Linked DNA regions of Danio rerio: regions 1 and 2 are each linked to region 3. Evidence: chromatin contacts called from public HiChIP or PLAC-seq data. All regions are on one chromosome and are shown on one strand. The core of a region is the stretch at or near the end of the contact, and the rest is flanking DNA. Distances in the headings are between cores, read along the strand shown.

What was found. HiChIP or PLAC-seq counts read pairs in DNA pulled down with a chosen protein or histone mark.
Region 1: a contact with region 3 is called in an H3K4me3 HiChIP or PLAC-seq map of embryo, with 2.7 times the contacts expected there. The contact joins the promoter of ptena here to the promoter of slc18a2 in region 3. A contact is called at or near these places in 2 of 4 datasets of contacts at active chromatin or transcription factors (embryo and pancreas).
Region 2: an H3K4me3 HiChIP or PLAC-seq map of gastrula embryo shows a contact between it and region 3, with 4 times the contacts expected there. The contact joins the promoter of pdzd8 here to the promoter of slc18a2 in region 3. A contact is called at or near these places in 1 of 18 Hi-C or Micro-C datasets (hematopoietic stem cells) and 2 of 4 datasets of contacts at active chromatin or transcription factors (embryo and gastrula embryo).

The regions. Positions count from the first base shown.
Region 1 is chr17:25,016,965-25,020,306 of GRCz12tu, forward strand. ptena (phosphatase and tensin homolog A) reads right to left here and starts at 2,082. Exons shown (of 10, transcript NM_200708.2): 1 at 1,791-2,082. The coding sequence starts at 1,875.
Region 2 is chr17:25,241,914-25,245,151 of GRCz12tu, forward strand. It overlaps pdzd8 (PDZ domain containing 8), which reads right to left and starts at 1,783. Exons shown (of 5, transcript XM_684682.11): 1 at 753-1,783. The coding sequence starts at 1,642. It also overlaps a transcript of pex13 not described here.
Region 3 is chr17:25,134,691-25,137,765 of GRCz12tu, forward strand. It overlaps slc18a2 (solute carrier family 18 member 2), which reads left to right and starts at 1,435. Exons shown (of 16, transcript NM_001256225.2): 1 at 1,435-1,528; 2 at 1,809-1,986. The coding sequence starts at 1,854.

The DNA of each region.
Region 1 (3,342 bases), core at 832-3,331, 120 kb before region 3:
GTCACACAGAAAGAGGCAGTGGTTTTAACATGCAAACCATTTCCACCCAAAACTCTCAAACACCGTCCACCCCTTTAAATGTACCGATATGCGAGAATACTGACATGGTGCTTAAACCACACACTCGGTGTGCAAACAAATCTCAGAACTACAGCAAATGCAAAAGAAAGTGAGGTTGGGGCTTATCAAAACACTAATGTCTAAACCAGAAACAGATAATGTAGTAATTTAAGAGACCGAGGCATTAAACTCTGCAGCTGACAGCTTGTGTGACATTTGACCTTTCCCAGCATGCTCTGTACTCCAGTGGTGTAGCTTTGCAGAATCAGAGGTGAGATTTACTGCAGTGGGGGAACAGGCAATGCTGGATAATCATGTCCTCCTTTGTTTAGAAAAAACCTCCAGAAGTTCACCAGCATCACTCATGGATCTGTTAGACTCCTGCATTTGACAAAAGCATCCCGTTTATTGTCGAACACCTGGTCTGCCACACTCAAATCTATAATACTTGGAAGGCAGTAAAATTGAGCCACTCGCTAGTGCAAAAACTGCATGAGAACAATCACATCTGCTTAGAGTAGCTCACACCTTACCCACATATTCAGTGCTTGCACACATCAGCCAAACAAGAGGCGATTAACAGAAAAAGGAGAGGTCTTAAAGCAAATGAAAATATATAACTTCTTCAACAGTCATGATGAGTTTACGATCAAAAGGGAATTTCCACCAGAGTTCTGTTTTTTGAGGCATGTAAATGCTTGGAAAAATAAAATATTCCTTTCATTTTGTTGTGTAATAATAATAGGTCAAGAGCCAGGGTGATTAACTGGCCATTATTTGAGAGAGAGCTTGGCTTTTTTAGATCCTAAACCATCTGACAACTTTGTCAACTGGTTTTAGTCACTTCTGTTTTCAAAATCCCAATTAATTTAGCACGAAAATAAATTTATGAGCACATCACAGAGAGTTATCAGCCACTAACCAGAGAGATTTCTAGATAAAGGGTTTTCAGTGGCTGATATCGGTCAACCGCTAATACAGGTACAATAAATAAAATGTTAATCGTTCAGACATCAGAATCATGACCACAATTTATCATCACCCACAGCATTAAGACGTGATGACGAGGCAGGTTCCAAGTGAATGAGTAATTACCTTTTTGATACGATAAAGATGTCAGACACTTTCTTGGCCATGAAGTAACAGGGCGATCTTGTGTTGGCAAATCAGTGAATTCAGAGATTTCTAAGAATAGCAATGTTTAAACACAATGACTGCACTGCATTATCCATTAGCTTCAGTGAATAGACCTCTCATGTCTTTACATGATCAATAGCACTGTCATTAGAGAGTACAAGAAATCACAGAGGTGTCAATACACTCTGATTTGTTCAATCTCTTCAGCAAACTACTGTCATTGTTGTGCTAAGCACATACAGGAGCTGTCAAAAAGCAAAACACGCCGCGATTACACAAAATGACAGGGCCTCCTATACTGTATGTAATTCTGCCTGTCTGGAAGGAAGCTGTCTGCCATTACAGCCTTGATGCTGTCAAACCAGATATCTGAGCACGGCCATCCCACTAAGTGAGGTTAAACACAGTATTTCACTATTAACAGAGCAAGTGCGTCATGACTAAGCATTAAAAAAGGTTTTTAGCCAAGATAGAAAAAGTCTTAAAAATAAGAAAGTCGTATTGTTACAGCTTCACCTCGCTAAAGCGTGACGTTTTAAAGACATAACACATATGTATAACTAACACAGACAGAAAATATCAAGCAAGGATACAAGTGAGGTCCAAATCAAATCCATCCTCCTGGTACCTCCGCTTATTCCGACTGACTATTTCTTTTAGTTTAGCAGTCATTGCCATGACAGCAGTTCAAAACACTTCAGTTTTATTCCGGTTTATTGTCAGAATGGGGGTAATGTTTGCTCGGGATGGCTCCGTGCCTCGCTCACCCTTGACTGTGTATGTGTGGCCCGGTGGGTCTTGCGCAGCGGGCCGGATTAGAGTTTCTCGCAGACGGGCCTCTATCCGCTCCGGCGCAGCAGGCCCGACTCTCCCGGTCCCGATCGCTCAGTCCTCCGAGCTGCTGAAAAGGTCCTCCGATCCCGCGGCCCGGTCAAACCGGAACGCATCCGATATAATAACAATAATAGTAAGGCAGAAGTCTGTGTGTCCGGCGCGCGCGCCGTGATCAGGTCCAAAGAGAGGAGCGAATCCTCTCCATCTTCGCGCGAAGAAGAAAACACACAGGCGAGCCTTTCCCGACTAGCATCGCCCGCTAGCCACCACTGCTAAACCCCCCCTCAAAACCCTCCTAACGAATGATCATCGTCGTCGTTGGATGGCCGAGTTGGTTCCACGAAAAATACAACTGACAGTCTCCACCTGAACTGCGTGTTAGATGTGCGACGGTAGCCGTTGGAGAAGCGTGAAGATGCGCGGTTTATCGGCGGGACTCATCTCTCCTCAGGGTGCTCCGCAGCTCCGCTCTCAAACTGCCATCATGGCTTCCCACAGAGGAAAAAAGAACGTAGATCCGGCACGTTTACCCAGAAAAAAAGAAGGTATCTTGCGCCACGAGCAGAAATAGTGCGCGGACGCGTGCCGTTTAATGATGAAAATGAACCATCCAAACAGTCTCTTTTGAAAATATTAGCAAAGAAAAAATTGCAACTTTTAAAGCAGGCAGCGTAGAAGGACAATGAGATGCGTTCCACAGCGCAGTGTTGACAAAGCAAAATTCGCGTTGAAGGATATGAGCGGAAGGATATGCGTTTGAGGATGTACGCAGTGCGTCTCGCTGTCAGAGCGGTCACGTGCGCGCACGGTTGTCGGTACATTGTTTCGTTCCGTGCGGAGGGAGCGCTGCTTTCACCCCCCATACATCCAATAGAGTGAGTAACCTATATTCTCCAGGATGATTTCTACAGCTAAGCCTCGAGGGTCCTTCAGAGAACTCTAGGGGGTCCATGATGAAGATTTATAAATCATATTTTTGCATTCTCGTTGCATTTCTAACTATAGAATAACCTCATTTCTAACTTTATAACTAAATCAGTGATTGTCAGCCGTTTTGACTCAAGTGGCCATGGCAATATTCCAACGCAACCATTATTAGGTAAATCATTTTAAAAAATAGAAAAATTAAATAAAAATGTAGTCTCAGGTATGTAGGAAAAGTAGCCTAGGCCTATTCATTATAAAAAGACCATGATGGTTTAACATTTTAATAACATGACAACAAATCTCACCTAGAAGTCTCATCTTAATTATTTAATTTTATTAAAACTCAAATAATTGTATTTAAAATGCTAAGCACTCTAACACAAC
Region 2 (3,238 bases), core at 533-3,032, 110 kb after region 3:
AAGGGCCGCAACTCTGCACAGCTTAGTTTCAAGTTTCTGCTCCAGCACACTATAGGTTTCAAACATAACTGAAGGACTCAATTACTTTGATCAGGTGAGTTTAATTAGGATTGGAACTAATCTGTGCAGAGCTACAGCCCTCCAAGAACTGGATTTGACACCTTTGGTCTAGTTTTTGTATATGTGTGTCTGTACTGGAACCATAATACTACTAATGGTAAGATTACTGTTTTTATTGTGACTTTATAGTACTAAAGGTATCGTTCATTCTGCTTTCTAAAACATTTATTTACAGTATATTGCATTTTTCATGGATGCACCGATATGGAAAATCTGATTGAAGCTAACTACAACTACAATATTTCACATATTAAGTGGATCAAATCCATAATTTAATCCTTTTTCATGATCCAAAATAAAAAAAAATTAGTATTTATCAGCCAATGCTAATATGTGCATATCCCAAATCTTTTATCTAACTACTTGCCAAAAACAGGAAATAATATTTAGAAATTGGTTTGACATTTCAGTAATCACAAACCATTAAACATAATAACACTAGTCATCAAAAGCTGTCTCTCTTACACACACACCTCACAGCCACAAAATAAACCTTAATTCAGGAATGATTTTTAGGATCAAGTACAATGATTGACCCACAAGACCATATTCATTCCACGCCTGAGATCCCAGAAAAAAACTTAATAAAAAAATTCAGCGTTAAGCCAAAAGTTACTGAAGCAAGACATTACCTTATTTTGTAGTTTGGTAAGGTGTGCTTCCTCTTGATAACTCTCTTGAGCTGGTTGACTATGATGGAGGTGAGCTGAGGCAGAGGACGACCCTCAAACTGAGACTTCACCTCGAAGTCTATCAACGGGTCCTCCAGGAACGAGAAGGACCAGTGCGTGAAAGGCATGCGGGTGAACTGCAGCTTCAGGCGGCCTGCGACCCGGGTCATCTTGACGAACAGATAAGCCGATTTACCGAAAACCAGATCGACGTCGATGGCCAGATGAAAGCCGCCGTTATATTCCAAGTCAACCTCGAAATTCAGCTCCTCCGGCATGTTGTCTTCGTTGACAGCCACGGGTTTCATTAGTCTGGCTGTTTTGAAAACGGGCACCGAGTTGCCCAGGGAAACATCCCGCAGACTGAGCCCCTCCAGCAGGCGCCCGGCAGTCTTGGTCTGGAGGAGCTCCTCAAACTCTACCTTGATCTTTTTGGTGATCCAGTGCCGGACGACCGGCGTGTCTCGGAGCTCTCGGAATAAAAACAGAATGATGGCATTGAGGAAGTCGCATGTCTCGGCTTTGGAGCTGTGCTGAGGGTCGCTCAGGGAAGGCGGTGGCGGCGAGGATGGCTGCTGTTTGGGGCTGCTGCCGGGGACGGGGGTCTCTTGTTGCTTGGGAGAAGCGGCCTCCGGTTGTTTGGAGACTGGCGACGGGCTGTCCGGTTGTTGCGGCGCTGAATCGGCTTGCTGGCTGCTAAAATAATCCTTGAGCGCAGGATCAGGAACTACTTTGACATATTGCACTGTTCTGGCGACAGGCTCGGGGCTCCTCCGGTACAGCAGTAAGAGCTGCAGGAGGAGCGTGACGACGGCCCCGGAGAAGGCAGACAGTAATATCAGGTATATCATCTTCGGATCCCCCGCTGCGGCTTGCGGGTTAGAGTGTACTCATGTTCCGCTGTCAGCCCGATTAAACAAAAGCGAGTTCCACCTGGCCGCTCACAAAGCTGCCATATCATCTGCTCCTTTCCTGGGCTTCGGAAAACGGCCGCCGATTGGTGGAACGTAACGTCGCGTCATTGCGCTGAAAGCCCTGCGTCATGACGGCATCTGCCGGGCTGCGACCGAATGGCTTTGATCGCGACACATTTAATGCACATATTATTGACAAGAAACAAGTACTGTAAGGTTTTAAGCTGAATATGAACTGTTCTCGTGTTATCATGAAAAATAAATGTTATTACATTATCAATTTGTATTATTTTATATAAGTAGTTTTTATATAATACAAAATTGTCGAGTATTTTATATAATTTGTGTATTTTTTACTATAATACAATAGCCTAAATATAGAAAGAAATGCGAAAATACAATGACGATAACACAGGAATGTAGTAAGCATGTCTGTTAGAATTGCTGTTATTTATATTAATTAAATGGCCCATACTCAACCTATTTTTATTTCTAAATTAAAGCATATCTGTAGCTAATGTTTGTGCAAAAATTAAATGTCCTTATATTTCAATTTATACATTAATATGGCATACTTTTCATACAACAATATTGCGAAAAATACTAATTATATATAAAAGAATTATTGTTGAGTTTCGGCTAGAATGTTTATTATTATTTCTTACTTATAAAAGTATTTTCTAGCATATTGATGATTTTATCCACAAACAATTTTATTGTGTTAATAATTAAGGAATAAAAATAATTAAAATCTCGTTTGACATATCAGTATCAAAGTGTTTTGTTAGAGTTTAATTACTTCCATTAAGGACTTATGCTATATTTTATTATTATTATTATTATTATTATTACTACTACTACTACTACTACTATTATTTTTGTTATTATTGTTAATTTATTTATTCATTTTCCTTCAGCTTAGTCCCTTTATTCATCAGGGGTCACCACATCGGAATGAACCAACAACTTATCCAGCAAAGCGGATGCCCTTTCAGCTGCAACCTAGTAATGGAAAACACCCATACACACTCATACACTATGGCAAATTTAGTTTATTCAATTCACCAATAGTGCATGTCTTTGGAGTGTGGGGGAAACCAGGGCATCGGGAGGAAACACACGCCAACATAGGGAGAACATACAAACTCCACACAGAAATGCCAACAGACCCAGCCAGGACTTGAATCAGTGACCTTCTTGCTGTGAGGTAACAGTGCTAACCACTGAGCCACCGTGTCATCCCATTATGATGATGATGATTATTATTATTATTATTAGTAGTAGTAGTAGTAGTAGTAGTAGTAGTAGTAGTAGTAGTAGTAGTAGTAGTAGTAGTAGTAGTAGTACCCTATTAAAATTTTATTGGATATTATTTTGATTAATATTTAAGCATCATTACTGTAAATATTGTAATGAGGACACCCTTTTTATGTGAATATAGTGCAAAAACATTATTATTATGTTTACCTAACATTGTTTATGAAATAATAAATAGAATATGGAATAGAATAGAATGCCCTTTATTGTCACTGT
Region 3 (3,075 bases), core at 185-2,684:
TTTCCCCGTTGACAATTTTAGACTGTATCTCGACTCTGTCTTGCCTGCTACCTTCCCTGAACTCTAGCCTGCATCCTGACTTTGATCCTCGCCGCCTGCCTTTGACCCATGCCTGAATACTCACCTTGTGTTAGCCAGCCGCCAGCCCTTCGACTAACTACAACTGTGTTTTATGTGAGTTTGCACACGCTTAACATCTGTGTGCTGTTTGTATTAAACTCTGTTTAACAAATATACCGCAAATGGGTCCCTCTGTGTCAGACCCTCCGTTACACATTCAATAGGTAAATATCAAACTGGCCAGCGCATTCAATTTTCCTCAGTCAGAATTTGGCCTTTTGAATAAAAAAGTATTAAAATATAAATAATAATATTTAGTTACTTGTAAAATTTTCTGTATTTAAAAACAATACAGTAGCGGAAGATGACTTAGCTTGCGTTTCACAGATAAATGTTGGACTCATGAAAAGTAATTGTTAGAGTTGGCCAAACCTGATTAGCTTAAGTTACACTGAAGTGACAGCCAGCAGTCTTAAAGCCTTTTTCAATAGGTTATTTTCACTATTTATGTTGGCATAGTAGTAAAAGTAAGACAAATAAGCTCATGTATGAGACAGATTCTGAACCATTGTCAGTGTGGGGTGGGTCTTCCAAACCACCCGATTTAGCCAATTTAGCATAAAGTACATTTCGATCTACAGAAACCTTTATTGCTAACTTTTTGTGCAACTGACATGTTCAATAGATGTTAAAGGTTCTTTATGGAAACTGCTTTCATTTAAGAACCTTTCATTTTATGAACTCAATCATCTATAATTGAGTTGAACCAGCAGTTTCTAGTGATTTTAATGACTTTGGTTACCTGGTTCAGGTGTGTTTTATTAGCGTTGGCGAGGAAATTAGCAAAACAGTGGAGTTCCAGGAACAGACTTGAAAAACCAAAATAATAAATGTAACATCTCATATCTTCCACCGCCACAAGATGGCGCTAATGTAAAACTGCTGAAAAGGAGACTTTTGGTTAAACTAGATGATGCATTTGGATACTTTACCGATGCCAAACAGTTTGTTTAAACTCAACAAGTGAATGCAGCTTTCCTTCTGTAAATAACTTCCTAAGACCAGTCAAGCTGATTAAAACAACAGCATCATAATCTTAAAGCACATACATGACCGTGTGGAGACTATTCTATCTGCACACAATAAAAGCATGCATAGCCTTCAAAGAACTTCCTAAAGAGAACTTTCTGAAGACCTCAAACATATGTTGGTATATGTTTTGAATAAATGGGTAAAATATACAAAATAAAAGCAAATAAGGTGGTCCTGTCTATCTTTTATTTGTGTGTGAGTGTGTGTGTGTGTGTGACTGTGATGGTTAATTCGTTCGTGGCACAGCACACCCCATTTGAGATCTCTGTGAAACAGCGTGACGTCAAACACCAGTCAAGCAACTAAAACGCTCCGCATCCAGCGTGCCTTTCACCCGGGATCTGACAGCAAAGCTCAATGCAAATGTGCTTATAAGGTAAGAATGATCAAATTCTGAATATATCTATTTCGATGTATAATTCAGCCCATAATTTTAGACTTATATTTAAAATAAAAACTGAGTTGGTAGTTTATAATTTTCAGAGTGCTCAAGTGCACGCATTTATATTTTAATGCTTTGTTTATACTTAAATATTTGTCGTTTTCCTTACAATGGCCATCTCCTCGGGCGCCTCTCTTTGCAGGATCATTAAACACATTTTGCCTTATTAGATGTCACTGTGGTCTTTGACACTCGTTTTCTTGCTCTGTTGCAGGTTATTTCTCCCTCGCTCTCTGGCAGTTGGATTTTTATATTTAAAATGGGACTATTTGATGCTCTTAGAGATTTTAGTTTATTAACATGGCTAAGAGAAGAAAGACAGTCTCGGAGGCTGATTCTGTTGATCGTTTTCATTGCTTTGCTCTTGGACAACATGCTGTTGACGGTGGTCGGTGAGTGCTGTGTTGTTCACACACCTGTTACATGTGCGAGCACACACCAAACATGCATGCAAAGTGCTAAAAAACATAAGGCATTATATATATCACCTCATATATTGTCAGTGAATATTGAATAGTCCTGCTGAAAATAAAACAACAGAGCATCACATAATATCTTGGTTATCTTGGTTATCTATGGTTTCCAATACAAATATCACAAACTAGATAAATGTAACCATTAAAACCAGTACATAGATGGTTTCCATTTTTCTCAAAAAGTCGAATAAGCACGGACCTTAAAATTAAATTGCTATATTTTATTTATGCATTATTTATGCATGCATTTCTAGGCTACACATACTAAAAAAAGCAGAAGAAAAATATTTCTAATTCTCGACGGCGTATAATAATGTGACTAGAATATGCGTGATTTAACCAAGATTGTAGATTATTCCTGGTTGAACACCCTTATTGATCCAGTAACAATGTGTATGTTAATTAGGCTGATGAATACACGTTAAAACCGTAAACATTGATGTTTGATTAAAAATATTTCCCCAACTTAAAAATGCATTAAAAAGTGAAATAACAGGCTAACATTTTAATACGCGACAGACAATTCACGAAATGCATTTGTCGATGCTACGCGATTGTAAACTCCAAACTGTCCCTGAATTAAGGTATCATGTCCTCGAGCGCTGCCCGATCTCCATCCGCGCGCGCGCTCTCTCATTGAATGTGACACTGACGCGCGCTAAACTGTCTCTATTTGTTCTCACGTCCGCGAGCCAAGAAACGGGGACGGCAATTAAGCTAGAAATACACACGATGAATACGTTGTGTGTGTGTAAATACAGATGGACCCAAGTGAAAAATGAACCTGTCGTTCTTTGGCACAAGTGTTGAGTGAAGAGGCTTTCGAGCGTTATCGCACACGGTGTCCCTGTGGGTTATTTACGCTTGATAATGTCAAACGCATCTAAGCAGACCCAATTGTTCACGTGAAAGGTCAAATGTGGTCTCATACAGCTTGATAAATCGTCGCACTGCACTTTTTCGAGCAAATAAGTGTTAAACAGCGTTTCTAGCTGTCTAAATCTG